Regions from separate parts of the Pan troglodytes genome. Here region 2 is linked to region 1. A link is a contact called in public HiChIP or PLAC-seq data. All regions are on one chromosome and are shown on one strand. Each heading gives the region's core, a stretch centred on a gene start, on an enhancer-like site or on the middle of the called end of the contact. The rest is flanking DNA. Distances are from core to core; before and after follow the strand shown.

Region 1 (6,904 bases), core at 1,218-3,717:
CTTGCAGTAAGCCGAGATCACGCCACTGCACTCCAGCCTGGGCGACAGAGCGAGACTCCGTCTCAAAAAAACAAAAAGAAAAAACGGTCCAGCTAAGTGCAGTGGCTCATGCCTGTCATCTCAGCACTTTGGGAGGCCAATGTGAGTGGATCACCTGAAGTCAGGAGTTCGAGACCAGCCTGGTCAACATGGTGAAACCCCGTCTCTACTAAAAATACAAAAATTAGCCGGGCATGGTGGCGGGCACCTGTAATCCCAGTTACTTGGGAGGCTGAATTGCTTACACCCAGGAGGGGAAGGTCGCAGTGAGCCAAGATTGCACCATTGCACTCCAGCCTGGGCAAAAAGAGTGAGACTTCGTCTCCAAAAAAAAAAAAAAAAAGGATGAACGGTCTTTGCAGATGTAATTAAGTTGACAGTACTGAGATACGATCATCCTGGATTAGGGTGGGCCCTCAATCCAATGAGAAGTGTCTTTATAAGACAACTGGAGAAGAGTCACAGAGAAGAAAAACCTGTATGAAAAACAGAGGCAGAGACTGGAGTAATTTGGTACCTGGGGCCACCAGAAGCTAGAGCTACAAGAGACAGGAAAGAGCCTCCTCTGGAGGCTTTGGAGGCAGCGGAGGGAGTGCAGCCCTGTGATACCCTGATTTCACACTTTTGGCCTCCACAGCTTAGAGAACAAACTTGTGGGGTTTGGTGGGGAGGGGAATTCTGTTTTGTTTTAGAGATGTAGTCTTGCTCTGTTGCCCAGGCTGGAATGCAGTGGTGAGATCATAGTCCACTAAAACTGGAACTCCTGGGCTGGAGTAACTTTTTTACTTTTTGTTTTTTCAATCCTGGGCCGGCTACTTTTATTTATTTATTTTTATTTTTAGAGGTGAGTGGGGCGGGGGTTCTGGCTATGTTGCCCAGGCTGGTCTTGAACTCCTGGCTTCAGCCTCCAGGGCAGCTGAGATTACAGGCAGAGCCACTGCGCCAGGCAAACTTGGATTGTTGGCAGGGCGGGGTGGCTCACGCCTGTAATCCCAGCAATTTGGGAAGCCGAGGCGGACGGATCACGAGGTCAATAGATCGAGACCATCCTGGCCAACATGGTGAAACCCTGTCTCTACTAAAAATACAAAAATTAGCGGAACGTGGTGGCGGGCGCCTGTAGTCGCAGCTACTAGGGAGGCTGAGACAGGCAAATCGCTTGAACCCGGGAGGCAGAGGTTGCAGTGAGCCGACGTCGCGCCACTGCACTCCGGCCTGGCGACAGAGTGAGACTCCGTGACTGCACTCCAGCCTGGCGACGGAGTGAGACTCCGTCTTAAAAAAAAAAAAACAAAACAACAACAACAACAACAAAACTTGGGTTGTTCTAAGCGACTTGTTCGTGGTCATTCATTCCAGCAGCCTGTGGCGGTGCACACGCCCCTCTCAGCGCAGCCAGGGGCTGGCACCCCCAACCAGGTTGTTCTCAGCCCGCTTTGAAGCCTCCACGGGAAGGCGCAGCGGAGCAGGGACGCGGCCCCGCCGCAGCTTCCCAAACCTCACCCACCTCGCAGCGTCCGCAACCAGTCCACGTTGGGAGCCTGCAGCGCTTCCGGGTCCGTGATGACCCCGCCGGGCACGATGCGCTCAAAGGCGGCCAGGTCCTGCTTAGACACCGTGGAGAACGGCAAGCGCCGCACGGGGTAGCGCTCCCGGGTCAGCGGCACCTCGGGGATCCCCGGGGCGGAGCAGCAGCCTCTGCGGGCCAGGGGGCCAACCGGCCGACCCCAAGAACCCGCGGCTCCCGGAGCACCCCGCAACAGCCACGCGGGCCACGCCAGAGGCCGACGGGGCAGCATCGCCGCCGGGACGGAGACCTCGGGCTCCTCCTTGGTGGGGGGCCGGTACTCAGGGCCCGGAGGGGAAGGGCAGGGAGCCGCTGGCTGCGCGCCTGGAAGTGACCAAGGGTAATTTCATGTTTTATGCACGTTGTACAAATTGAAACACGCTTGCAGAAGCAGGGAGGGGGCAGGAGGGCAGCGAAGGGAAGGCTCCGAGCACCCGGGCCCTCCCCCTGCCCGGGCCGCAACCCCGCGAGAGCGCGAAGCCCCACGCAGCAGGCCTGCACTTAGCAACGCGCAGGCTCGGGGCGGCCTCGCCGGGACCTTGCCCAGGACCCCGTTCCGCCAAGCTCGCCCCCCGAGGGGATCCCGCGGACGCGCGCGCGTTCCACGCGGTCACGTGACGAGCTGCAGCGCCGTCCCCCTCCCCCCACAGGCACCGACTGGCTGACGGCGCCCGAGATCGCGCCCCGCCACCCCGACCCGCGGCTGAACCGCAGCCCGGGACCCTAAGCCCAGCGCTCCGCGCGGCCGCGCGCACCCACCCACGACCACGTCCCGGGCTCCAACCCGCAGCGCCCGCCGCAGGCCCAGAGCCGCCGAGCCGGAGTGGGCGGGGCGACGCCGCGCCTGCGCATTGACGGCTCCGCCCAGCGGGCGAAGCCCCGCCCCGCGCGCCTAACGGGCCCCGCCCCGCCTGCCCTCCAGGCCCGGCCGTGCGCGCCTACAGTCCCCGCCCCGCCGTCCAAGCCCCGCCCCGACTGGCACCGGAGGCTCGACGGCCACTGCCTCGTCCTGCGTTTCCTGAGGGCCTCCGGCGCCCCGCTGTCGGGCGCATCCCTCCAGGTAGAGAAGGGACTAGGCTGAGCGCAGCCCAAGACGCCCAAGCAGCAGCTGGAGGGTTCTCCAGAACGAGGCCCGGGACGTGGGCTCGGCCGAGGGACCTGGGGGCCGGCCCGCTCCTCCGAGGCCGAGCCCAGGGGGCGCCCCTTTCCCCAGCGGCCTCCCCAGCTCCTGCACGGACCACCCCTCCTGGGTCCCCAGCCTTAGCTTAGGGGGCAGCTGCCTCCTGCAGGTGTTTTCTTGCCTCCGTGTCCCCTTCTGCCTGTTCAGCCCTCCGTGCCCTCAAACCCTTTGCACACCTGGGGAGCTCCTGCCCTCCTGACGCAGTAACTGCTGTCCCGAGGAGCCTCCCGGCCTGGGATCCCCTGCCTGAGGCATCGCCAGCACTTGTTTTGTGTTTTTTTGAGACAGGGTCTAGCTCTGTTGCCCAGGCTGGAGTTCTGGGGTTGATCTCAGCTCACTGCAACCTCTGCCTCCCGAGCTCAAACCATCCTCCCACCTCGGCCACCCAAGTAGCTGGGACTACGGGCGTGCACCACCACACCCGGCTAATTTGTTGTTGTTGCTGTATTTTTGTAGAGATGAGGTCTCATGTGCTCCCCAGGCTGGTCTCGAACTCCTGGACTCAAGCGATCCGCCCGCCTCGGCCTCCCAAAGCACTTGTTACTTCAGCTCACCCAATTCCATAGAACCCTAGGGGGTGCAGAGGATGCAGATCTCTGAGCAGATGAGGGCAGAGAGCAGGAGGCCACACTCGGTCCGAAGCAGGACTGTGCAGCTGTGCAAGAGGTGGAGGCTACGCCCGTGACAGCAGATGGGTCCTGGTAGTCACACAGAAAACCGGCGAGCTGGATTTGTCCTGGTGATGAGGCTCTGGAGCAGCAGTTGCATGGAGTCATTCCTGTCCTCCTTAACCACATCCCCAGGGGCCACTCACCTTCTTCCCAGGTGAATCACCCATGCAAGACTCTTCCAAGTCAGCAATGCATTTTGCCTTTGGACTACAACCCTGGAAAGAAGACATCCACCTGGCCCTTCCTACCTGGCTGGCCCTTGCTCTGCAGATGAGTGTGGGAGTTTGCCCATTGTCAAGTGTAACTGTTTCAATTACACATTCAGGAACTGGAAAGACGACCACAGATGAGGTCTGTGGACCCCCTTACCACCTGACCTCCACACGCCCTCCCTTTGACTAGCAGGCCAGTGGCATCTTGGACCCCTGGGATTAGGAATGATTCAAAACCCATAAAGATTACCACCCATACCATCCCCTAAAATAACTGATTTTTCTGACCAGGCACGGTGGCTCATGCCCGTAATACCAGCACTTTGGGAGGCTGAGGCAGGTGGATCACCTGAGGTCAGGAGTTCGAGACCAACTGTGGGCAGCAAGCCACCCAGGTGCCGAGGCAAAAGACCGAGGACACGAGCTGTTCCAGTATAATAAAATAAGAATAGTTATACCAAATATAGATCTTAGATATGATTATATATGAATATCATTAATCATTAGTTGGTAGCAATTACTCTTTATTCCAATATTATAATAATCCTCGCTCTACAATCATAACCTAGGAAAAACCAGGCCATACAGAGATAGGAGCTGAGGGGACATAGTGAGGAGTGACCAGAAGACAAGAGTGCGAGCCTTCTGTTATGCCCAGACAGGGCCACCAGAGGGCTCCTTGGTCTAGCGGTGACGCCAGCGTCTTGGAAGACGCCCGTTACCTAGCGGACCGTGGTCTAGCGGTAGCGAAAAGTGTCAAGAAACAACACCCGCTACTTAGCAGACCGGAAAAGGGAGTCTCCCTTTCCCCGGGGGAGTTTAGAGAAGACTCTGCTCCTCCACCTCTTGTGGAGGGCCTGACATCAGTCAGACTCGCCCGCAGTTATCCGGAGGCCTAACCGTCTCCCTGTGATGCTGTGCTTCAGTGGTCACGCTCCTAGTCCGCCTTCATGTTCCATCCTGTACACCTGGCTCTGCCTTCTAGATAGCAGTAGCAAAATTAGTGAAAGTACTAAAAGTCTCTGATATGCAGAAATAATGGCATAAGCTGTCTCTCTGTCTCCTCTCTCTTTCTGCCTCGGCTGCCAGGCAGGGAAGGGCCCCCTGTCCAGTGGACACGTGACCCACATGACCTTACCTATCACTGGAGATGACTCACACTCTTTACCCTGCCCCTTTTGCCTTGTATCCAATAAATAACAGCGCAGCCCGACATTCGGGGCCACTACCGGTCTCCGCGCATTGGTGGTAGTGGTCCGTAGGGCCCAGCTGCCTTTTCTTTTATCTCTGTCTTGTGTCTTTATTTCTGTACTCTCTCGTCTCCGCACATGGGGAGAGACCCACCGACCCTGTGGGGCTGGTCCCTACACCAACCTGGCCAACATGGTGAAACCTGTCTCTACCAACAATACAAAAATTAGCTGGGCATGGTGGTCGGTGCCTATAATCCCAGCTACTTGGGAGACTGAGGCAAGAGAATGGCTTGAACCTGGGAGGCAGAGGTTGCAGTAAGCTGAGATCACGCCACTGCACTCCAGCCTGGCGACAGAGTGAGACTCTGTCTCAAAAAAAAAAAAAAAAAAAACTGTCTCAGAAAATAATAACAACTGATTTTTCTTTTTCCCAGGGCACAGTCACCCTAGCAAAGCCCACATGTACCCTCAGAGAATGCTTGGAGGAAAATACGGCATGTGCTGGTTTCAGCGTTGTGGGGCCCTCACCCAGCATCTCAGCCTCCTCTTCCAGCGAGATGGCAGGTGCTGGTTTCGGCGTTGTGGGGCCTTCCCCCAGCATCTCAGCCTCCTCTTCCAGCGAGGACTCCGGTCTACGGACTGGTTTTCACCTGGACGGTGGGTGAGAGGCCGACTGTACCTCGTGATGACCAAGCTCTTCCCAGGTTCTGTTAATGCACTCCTCAAGGCAACATCTTGAGACCCATCAGCTCCTGTTATGTTTGTGTCCCCCAGAATTCGTATGCAGAAGCTGTAACCCCCAATATGGCCGTATTTGGAGATGGAACTTCTGAAGAAGTAATTAAGGTTAAAGTCAGTCACAAGGGTGGGGCCCTGATCCAACAGGACAGGCATCCGTAAAATAAGAGACACCAGAGAGCTCCCTCTCCCAGTCAGTTTCGTAGGCACACATGAGAAGGCAGTGTTCACAACCCAAGGGAAGAGCCCTGGACAGGCACCAGACAACCCCAGCACCTTAATCTGGGACTTCCAATCTCCAGAAATAGAAGACATTTTTCTTAAGCCTCCCAGTCTGTGGTATTGTGATAACAGCCTGATGTGGTTTGGATTTGTGTCCCCGCCCATAATCCCCCATGTTGGGGGAGGGGCCTGGTAGGAGGTGACTGGCTCACGGGCACAGATTTCCCCTTGCTGTTCTTGTGGAGGTAAGTGAACTCCCAGGAGACCTGCTTGTTTAAAAGTGTGGCACCTTTCCCCTTTGCTACCTTTCTCTCCTGGTCCGCCATGGTAAAACGTGCTTGCTTCCCCTCCGCCTTCTGCCATGATGTAAGTTTCCTGAGGCCCCCGCACCACGCTTCCTGTACAGCCTGCAGAACTGTGAGTCAATTAAACCTCATTTCTTTATAAATTACACAGTCTCAGGTCGTTCTTTATAGCAATACAAGAATGGACTAATACAGAGCCCAAGCTGACTCCAGCAGCTTCCAAAAGGCAAGTGCAACACGGTAAGTCTTGCCCTTCCAGAGCAAGCACAGTACTCCTTTAGAAAGCAACTGCAGCGGCCGGGCGTGGTGGCTCACGCCTGTAATCCCAGCACTTTGGGAGGCCGAGGCAGGCGGATCACGAGGTCAGGAGATCGAGACCATCCTGGCTAACACGGTGAAACCCTGTCACTACTAAAAATACAAACAATTAGCCGGGCATGGTGGTGGGCGCCTGTAGTCCCAGCTACTCGGGACACTGAGGCAGGAGAATGGCGTGAACCTGGGAGGCGGAGCTTGCAGTGAGCAGAGATTGCACCACTGCACTCCAGCCTGGGCAACAGAGCGAGACTCCATCTCAAACAAAAAAAAAGCAACTGCAGCATTCTCACACGTTTTCCTTGGAAGTCAACTTGAGCCCCAGCACTGGCCACTGAGCTTCCTGAGCAACCACCCAAGGTAAGGCACAGGGTCCTCCCCAGACCCCCAGCCAGCAAGCTCCGCAAACCACTCTCCAATCACTGCATACCCCTTCAGAATTCAATTTCACACACCTGTCTC
Region 2 (6,904 bases), core at 1,436-3,935, 120 kb before region 1:
AAACCTCGCTCTGCCAGCCTCCAGAGCTGGCTGCCTGTTCCCTCCTGATCTCAGCCCGCGGCCCCACCCCCACCCCCTGCCCTCCTGGCAGAGGTGCCACCAGCCTGGCCGTGCCTGCACAGACAACGTTGAGGCTTCAACACCTATGATGCCTCCCTCACTGAGCCCTTTAGCTGTGCAGCTTCTGAGCTTTACATAAACAATTCATGCGTGTGCCCAGCTTCTCACGCCTTTTCAGGTTAATTTGTGAGATTCAACAGCATTGCTGTGCATGGCAGCCACCTGTCATGGCACAACAAGAAAGGGTGAGCTGAGAAGGAGCCGGGACGTGCAGGGGCGGAGACAGCCAGCCGATCCCTGCAAAACCTCAGCACAGATCTGCCCCCGGGAGGCTCCCGGCCACCCGGCTCTCCTCACAGCTCCCATCTCGCCATCTCTCTGCCCTGCACACTGAACAATCTCTTCTCATTTTTCTACCACTTCACACATTATCTCCTCATCTCTGTCCACTCTGCAGCTAATGCTGGCAAGCGCCTTGTCATAGTTTTCATTTCTGAACCTTCTTTTCGGCCCTTTCAAACCTGTGACATCTTCCCGCCTTGCAGCTAGGTGTGGCTGCAAGATAGAAGAGGAAGCCAGTGGACGCACTCTGGGAAGGGGCCTCCATACAGGGCCAGACTGCCAGGGAAAGCCCCGCGTTTCTCATCCCAGCTTCATTTTTTTCTATCCATCAGTGCTGGGATGATGGCCGCACTCCAGCCTGTCTTAGACCTGCCTCAAGCACAGAGCCGCGAGCCCAAGGAGCAGGAAGGCGGGACCCCGGGGCTGTGGTGACAGATGGAGTCGTCACACCACTGGAGGGTCGCCCACCTCTGGGTTTCCTGTTCACACGAGAAGTAAGCCAGCTGCCACTGTGGTCTCGAGGCACTGTTCTCTGGCACTGTGGGTGATCACACAGCTAGCCGGAGCAATCCTAACTCACTCGCCAGGCTGCATCTAAGGTCCTGGGGTTTGCTGGTTGGCTCCGGGCCACTGTGCGTGTGTGGGCCCCTTGTGGTCCTGGTCGTGTGCCCCTGCAGGGGTCTAAGAGACACCTACTGTCCATTGCCTCCAAAAGCCTCGGTCCACAGGGGACCTCCTCCCACCACAGCCCCCCAGAGCCAGTGTTTCCTGGCTGCTTCCGTGCCACGCTGGGGCCACAGCCCTGCCTGCCAGTCCCACCTCTCAGGCTCCTCAGCCCTGGAGGCCACACCTGGCTCTGAGTTTAGGGAAAAGCTTTGGAATGATGACTGACCACAGTCACCCAAAATAACCTTTTGGATGGCAATTCCGGCCCTTATGAAATGCAAGGAGCTGGTTGCCCGGGCATTATTTGCTCAAGAATTGTTGAGTTTTCCTTAGACCCATCCCAGAATACCTCCAGAGGCCTGGGCGGCAGACAGCAAAGAGGGCATCCTGTCCACGCCTCTGTCTGACTGCCCATTTGTCTGTCTCCCAAACCCACAAGCCACGCCCTGCAAGAGCTGCTTACGTGGCCCCCTCACAAACCAGCCAGCCATGAGCACCCCCTCTTCTTCGCCAGGGATGGATGAGGCAGGGTGTGCACAGCACCCACGGGTCCCTGCAACATGTGGCAGGGTCCTCCTTGGGCCTTCTGCATCAGCGCCCACCTGGAGCCGGCCACGGGAGCCTCTCTCCAGGCATGTGTGGTCCCTCCAAGGACAGGCCCTAGGACCCAGGCCTGGGGCAGACGCCTTCTGACCCCGCTCCCTGCCCAGCCTCCCCGAAGGCTGGCTCCAGGACAGGGTGAGATGGGGGTGGGAGATCGGGCCACAGGGAAAAGAAACGATCGGGGAAGCCGGGTGCCCCTTCAGCACTGCTGCCCAGCTGGTGTGGTGGCTTAGCGCTCCCTCTCCCCGCAGACACGCGCTCCTTCTGGGGCCCCTTCCTCACACGCTGGTACCCGTCTTCCTGAGCTCAGCTTCTGGGGAGGGCAGCTGGCAGGCCGGGGACAGCCCTCCCTTGGGAAGCAGAACTTGCAGCTCAGGTGAGTCCCACCACAGTCTCCTGCCAGAACGGATGCACTGCCTGGGCCTGGAGGAGCAGAGGCAGCAGCTCCCGGCGAGGGAGGAGCAAACGCCAAGGCCCGGTGGGGCCAGAGGACCGGTCGGCTGACGGGATGGTGGTCCTTGCTCAGAGGGAGAAAGAGACGGGCAGGAAAAGGAGCCGGGCAGAGAACGGTGGCCGTTCGCAGGTGCTGGGGCTCACCCTCCCCCCACAGACCTCAGCTGGGGCTCACCCTCCCAACACAGACCTCAGCTCATGGCTGCAGCGGCAGGGACAAGGCCGCCTCCCAGACCCCAGGCCCTGCAGTCCCACAGGCCCCACCGGCAAGGGGTCGTTCCTGGCCCAAGGCTCCGTGTGGCTGTGCCCCAGCGCTGCCCAGGCGGGCAGGGATCCCAGGACCGGCAGCTGCGGGGGGGACGCAGCCTCTGTCCAGCCATTCTGTTGCTGAAAGCGCTTCCACTGTCCAAGAGGCCCCTTGCTCTCCCCTCCAACCCGCGGTCCTGCTGGGGCCGGGGAGGCCATTCCGAAGGAGGAATGCAAGGGACCTCCTGCACTCGCCCTCACCCTCGGGGCATCCCTCCCTGGGGGACCGCTCACTCACGCTGCGCAGCCCCCGCAGCTCAGCATCCCCCGCAGCTCAGCAACCCCCGCAGCTCAGCATCCCCCGCAGCTCAGCAACCCCCGCAGCTCAGCATCCCCCGCAGCTCAGCATCCCCCGCAGCTCAGCATCCCCCGCAGCTCAGCATCCCCCGCAGCTCAGCATCCCCCGCAGCTCAGCCTGGCTTCTTCGGCTTTGGAGCCCAGCAGGGGGACCAGCAGGGGGACCAGCAGGGGGACCAGCAGGGGGACCAGCAGCGGGACCAGCAAGGGGCCTGAGTGATACCCACTGCCCTGGAGTGAGAAGGCAGGGGCGCCACACACACACAAGACACCACACACCACACACACTACACACGCCACACACACACAGGACACCACACACTACACACACCACACACCACACACAAACACACTACACACACCACACACTACACACACCACACAACCAAACACCACACATGCCACACATGCCACACAAACCACACACCACACCACACACCACACACACCACACACACCAAACACCACACATGCCACACACACACACCACACACTACACCACACACCACACACACTACACATACCACACACACACCACACAGCACGACACTACACACACCACACATACAACACACCACACACTACACCACACACCACACACACAACACACACCACACACAACACATACTGCACACACCACACACACACTACACCCACCACACACCACGTACACACTACACACACCACACACAAACGCACACTACACACACCAAACACCACACTACACCACACACCACGCACACTACACACACACTACACACATCACACCACACACAAACGCACACTACACACACCACACACACCACACACTACACCACACACCACACACCACACATTATGCACATCACAGCTCACACACAACACAGCACACATACCACACACACTACACACAACAAACACATCACACAAACCACACACACAACACACTACACACACACCACACTCTACACACATCACACACAGCTCACACACAACACACACCACACACAGCACACACATATCACACACAAACACACACAGTACACACAGCACACATGCTACACACACAACACACACTACAACCACACACACTACACAGACACCACACACACTACACACACCACACACCACGTACACTACACACAACACACATAACACATACTACATACAACACACAATATACATGAACAGAGATACACACCAACACACACAATACACATACCACATACAGTACACATAAACACACCTACACACACACATATACATGTACACACTGGGAGATTTAAAACATAAATTGACATTTAAACTACTAACCACATTCTAGAAAGTTTAGAAAACAGCAGGGGGGGGCTAGAAATCACCTGCCACCCCCCCCTTAACAAACAGCCCAACGATTTTTTTGTGTGTGTATAATAAATTGTGGAAATATCTCATTCAATTTTTAAAAAGTTTATTCTTAAATTGGGCAGATAAATTGGGTGTTATTTTTTAACTTCTGGGAAATGTTTCGAAAACAGGATAGAACAGAGAGTTTTTATTTGCAAACACTATTAACCATTTCCTGTTCCAACCTCAGAAATTGCTGTGAATCGGGCGCTGCCTCCCCACCGCGGTGCCCTTGGCCCGGCGGCTGCAGCATGGTTTCCACCCGGCCAGCCAGGCGCCCGGCGCCTCCCACTGCAGAAGCAGTTTCGGGATGGTCCTGCTGTTTCCAGCGCTTCCCCGGACCGTCCCTGCGCGGATGGAAACTTCCCACTGGCCCGAGCGAGCACGGGGATTCCCCTCCTCTCGCCACTTTCCATCGCTGCTGGCTCATGTTCCAGCACACGGGGCCCATCTCACCACTGCCGTGCGCCGGGCGCCATGCGTCATGACGTGCAGGCTCCTTGGAAACTGTAGGGTTTCTCTTCTCAGTCCAGGAACATGGGAGGGCCCCCAGCGAGGGGAACCTTCTCCAGGCCCCTGAGAGCAAGGCCCCAGTCTCGGAAAGCAGTCCTAGATCCCCTGGCCTCCTGGGCGCCCTGGCCCACAGAGGGCTTCCGGGGCCTTTAGTCATAGTCACCAAGAACTGGAGTCCACCCAGACTCACTTAAACTGAAGAATGGCTGACTAAATTGTGGTGTGGTACGTACATCCACACCACAGCCTGGATGGCTCGGCACAGAGAGGAACGGGCTGCTGAAACACACGCGCTGGAGGCATCTCCAGGGAATCCCGGAAGGATGCGTACTGCACCTTCCCACGGCTGTCGCTGGAATGAAACAGTGATGGGGGTGGAGGACAGGCTCGTGGCCACCAGCAGGGAGGTGGGTGTATTGCCAAGGACACCCGGAGGACCCCGTGGTGATGGGGACATTCTGCAGCTTCGCTGTCAGGGGACGCAGGAGCCTTCGCTTGTGCCCACATTGTGCAGCCTTTGATAGGCACACATTAGCCAGAAACGGGGACTCAGGATGGGATCGAGGTGTCACATCAAAGTCATTAACCTGGTTGTGATGTTGTACTGTGGTTTTCCAAACTATTATCATTCAGAGAGCCTGAGCAGAGTGTATGAGGAAACATCTGTGTAATTTCTTACAACTGCAGGTAAATCTACAATTATCTCAATTGTAAATGATACAATACTCAACCAAAACATACAACCATCAGCCAGGTGTGGTGGCTCACGCCTGTAATCCCAACTCTTTGGGAGTCCAAGGTGGGAGAATTGCTGGAGGCCCGGAGTTTGAGACCAGCCTGGGTAACATAAAGAGACCTCCTCTGCCCCCACCCCAAATTCTACAAAAAAAAAAAAAAGTTAGATATGAGCTGGCCACGGGGTGCACGCCTGTGGTCCCAGCTACTCAGGAGGCTGAGGTCGGAGGATCACTTGAGCCCAGGAGGTCGAGGCTGCAGTGAGCCAAGATCACACCACTGCACTCCAGCCTGGGTGCAGAGCAAGACCCTGTCTCTAAAAGAAAATAAACAGACAAAAACCACATACAACTTTGCTTGTTGTAAATTATCTTTTAACTGAATGCCCTGGATTGAATCTGGCTGCTGCCATCCCAGGGCCAGTGATTTGGAGGGGGTATGACCCTCTGTGAGGAAGGAGCAGGCGGTGGGGGAAGGGCCTGGGTGTCCAGGTTCCCTGGGAAGGAAGGCTGAGAAAAGGAGATGGGGGAGGGGTGGGCAGGGGTGGGCAGGGCCGGCCAGCCAAGGGCCCCTTAGCCCCATCTACCCTGCTCCCCGGACTCCGCCTGCCTTTCCTCCTCGTGACAGAAGACAGTGGAAGCCTACTGGGTGGAAGGCACGGGCTTAGGATGTGTGTGGGAGGAAAGTGTGTGTGCTGGGGAGCATGTATGGGCGTTGTGTGTGTTGGAAATCGTGTGTTGGGGATTGTGTGTATATTGCAGATTTTGTATGTGTGTTGGGGATTGTGGTGTGTGGGTGTTGTAGATTGCGTGTTGGGGATTGTGTTGGGGATTGTGTATGTGTTGGGGATTGTGTGTGGGGGAGATTCTGTGTGTGTGCTGGGGATTGGGTGTGTTGGGGATTGTGTGTGTATTGGGAATTGTGTGTGTGTTGAGGATTGTGTGTGTTGGGGATTTTGTGTGTGTGTTGGGGATTCTGTGCATGTTGGGAGTTGTGTGTGAGTTGGGGACAATGTGTACAGAGGATTGTGTGTTGGAAATTTTGTGTGTGTGTTGGAAATTTTGTGTGTGTGTTGGGAATTTTGTGTATGTGTTGAGGACTGCGTGTATGTTGGGGATTGTGCATGTTGGGAATTTTGTGTGTGTGTTGAGAATTGTGTGTGAGGGAATTGTGTGTGTTTGAGATTGTGTGTGTATTGGGAATTGTGTTGAGGATTGTGTGTGTGTTGAGGATTGTGTGTGTTCTGAGGATTGTATGTGTTGGGAATTTTGTGTGTGTGTTGAGGATTGTGTGCAGGGGGATTGTGTGTGTTGGAGATTGTATGTGTTGGGAATTTTGTGTGTGTGTTGGGGACTGTGTATGTTTTGGGGATTGTGTGTGTTGGGAATTTTGTGTGTGTGTTGAGGATTGTGTGCGGGGGAATTGTGTGTGTTGGAGATTGTGTTGGGAATTTTGTGTGTGCGTTGAAGATTGTGTGCGGGGGGATTGTGTGTGTTGGAGATTGTGTGTGTGTTGGGGACTGTGTGTGTGTTGGGGACTGTGTGTGTTGGGGTGTGGTGTGTTGG

What was found. HiChIP or PLAC-seq counts read pairs in DNA pulled down with a chosen protein or histone mark.
Region 2: an H3K4me3 HiChIP or PLAC-seq map of stem cell-derived excitatory neurons shows a contact between it and region 1, with 3 times the contacts expected there. The contact joins the promoter of RTP5 here to the promoter of D2HGDH in region 1. A contact is called at or near these places in 1 of 7 Hi-C or Micro-C datasets (stem cell-derived neural progenitor cells) and 1 of 1 datasets of contacts at active chromatin or transcription factors (stem cell-derived excitatory neurons).

What each region holds. Positions count from the first base shown.
Region 1 is chr13:144,040,757-144,047,660 of NHGRI_mPanTro3-v2.0_pri, reverse strand. It overlaps D2HGDH (D-2-hydroxyglutarate dehydrogenase), which reads right to left and starts at 2,467. Exons shown (of 10, transcript XM_016950944.3): 1 at 2,366-2,467; 2 at 1,547-1,930. The coding sequence starts at 1,838. It overlaps LOC129143441 (a long non-coding RNA gene), which reads left to right and starts at 2,535. Exons shown (of 2, transcript XR_008546891.2): 1 at 2,535-2,666; 2 at 3,243-4,953.
Region 2 is chr13:144,159,336-144,166,239 of NHGRI_mPanTro3-v2.0_pri, reverse strand. It overlaps RTP5 (receptor transporter protein 5 (putative)), which reads right to left and starts at 2,685. Exons shown (of 2, transcript XM_016950953.4): 1 at 1-2,685.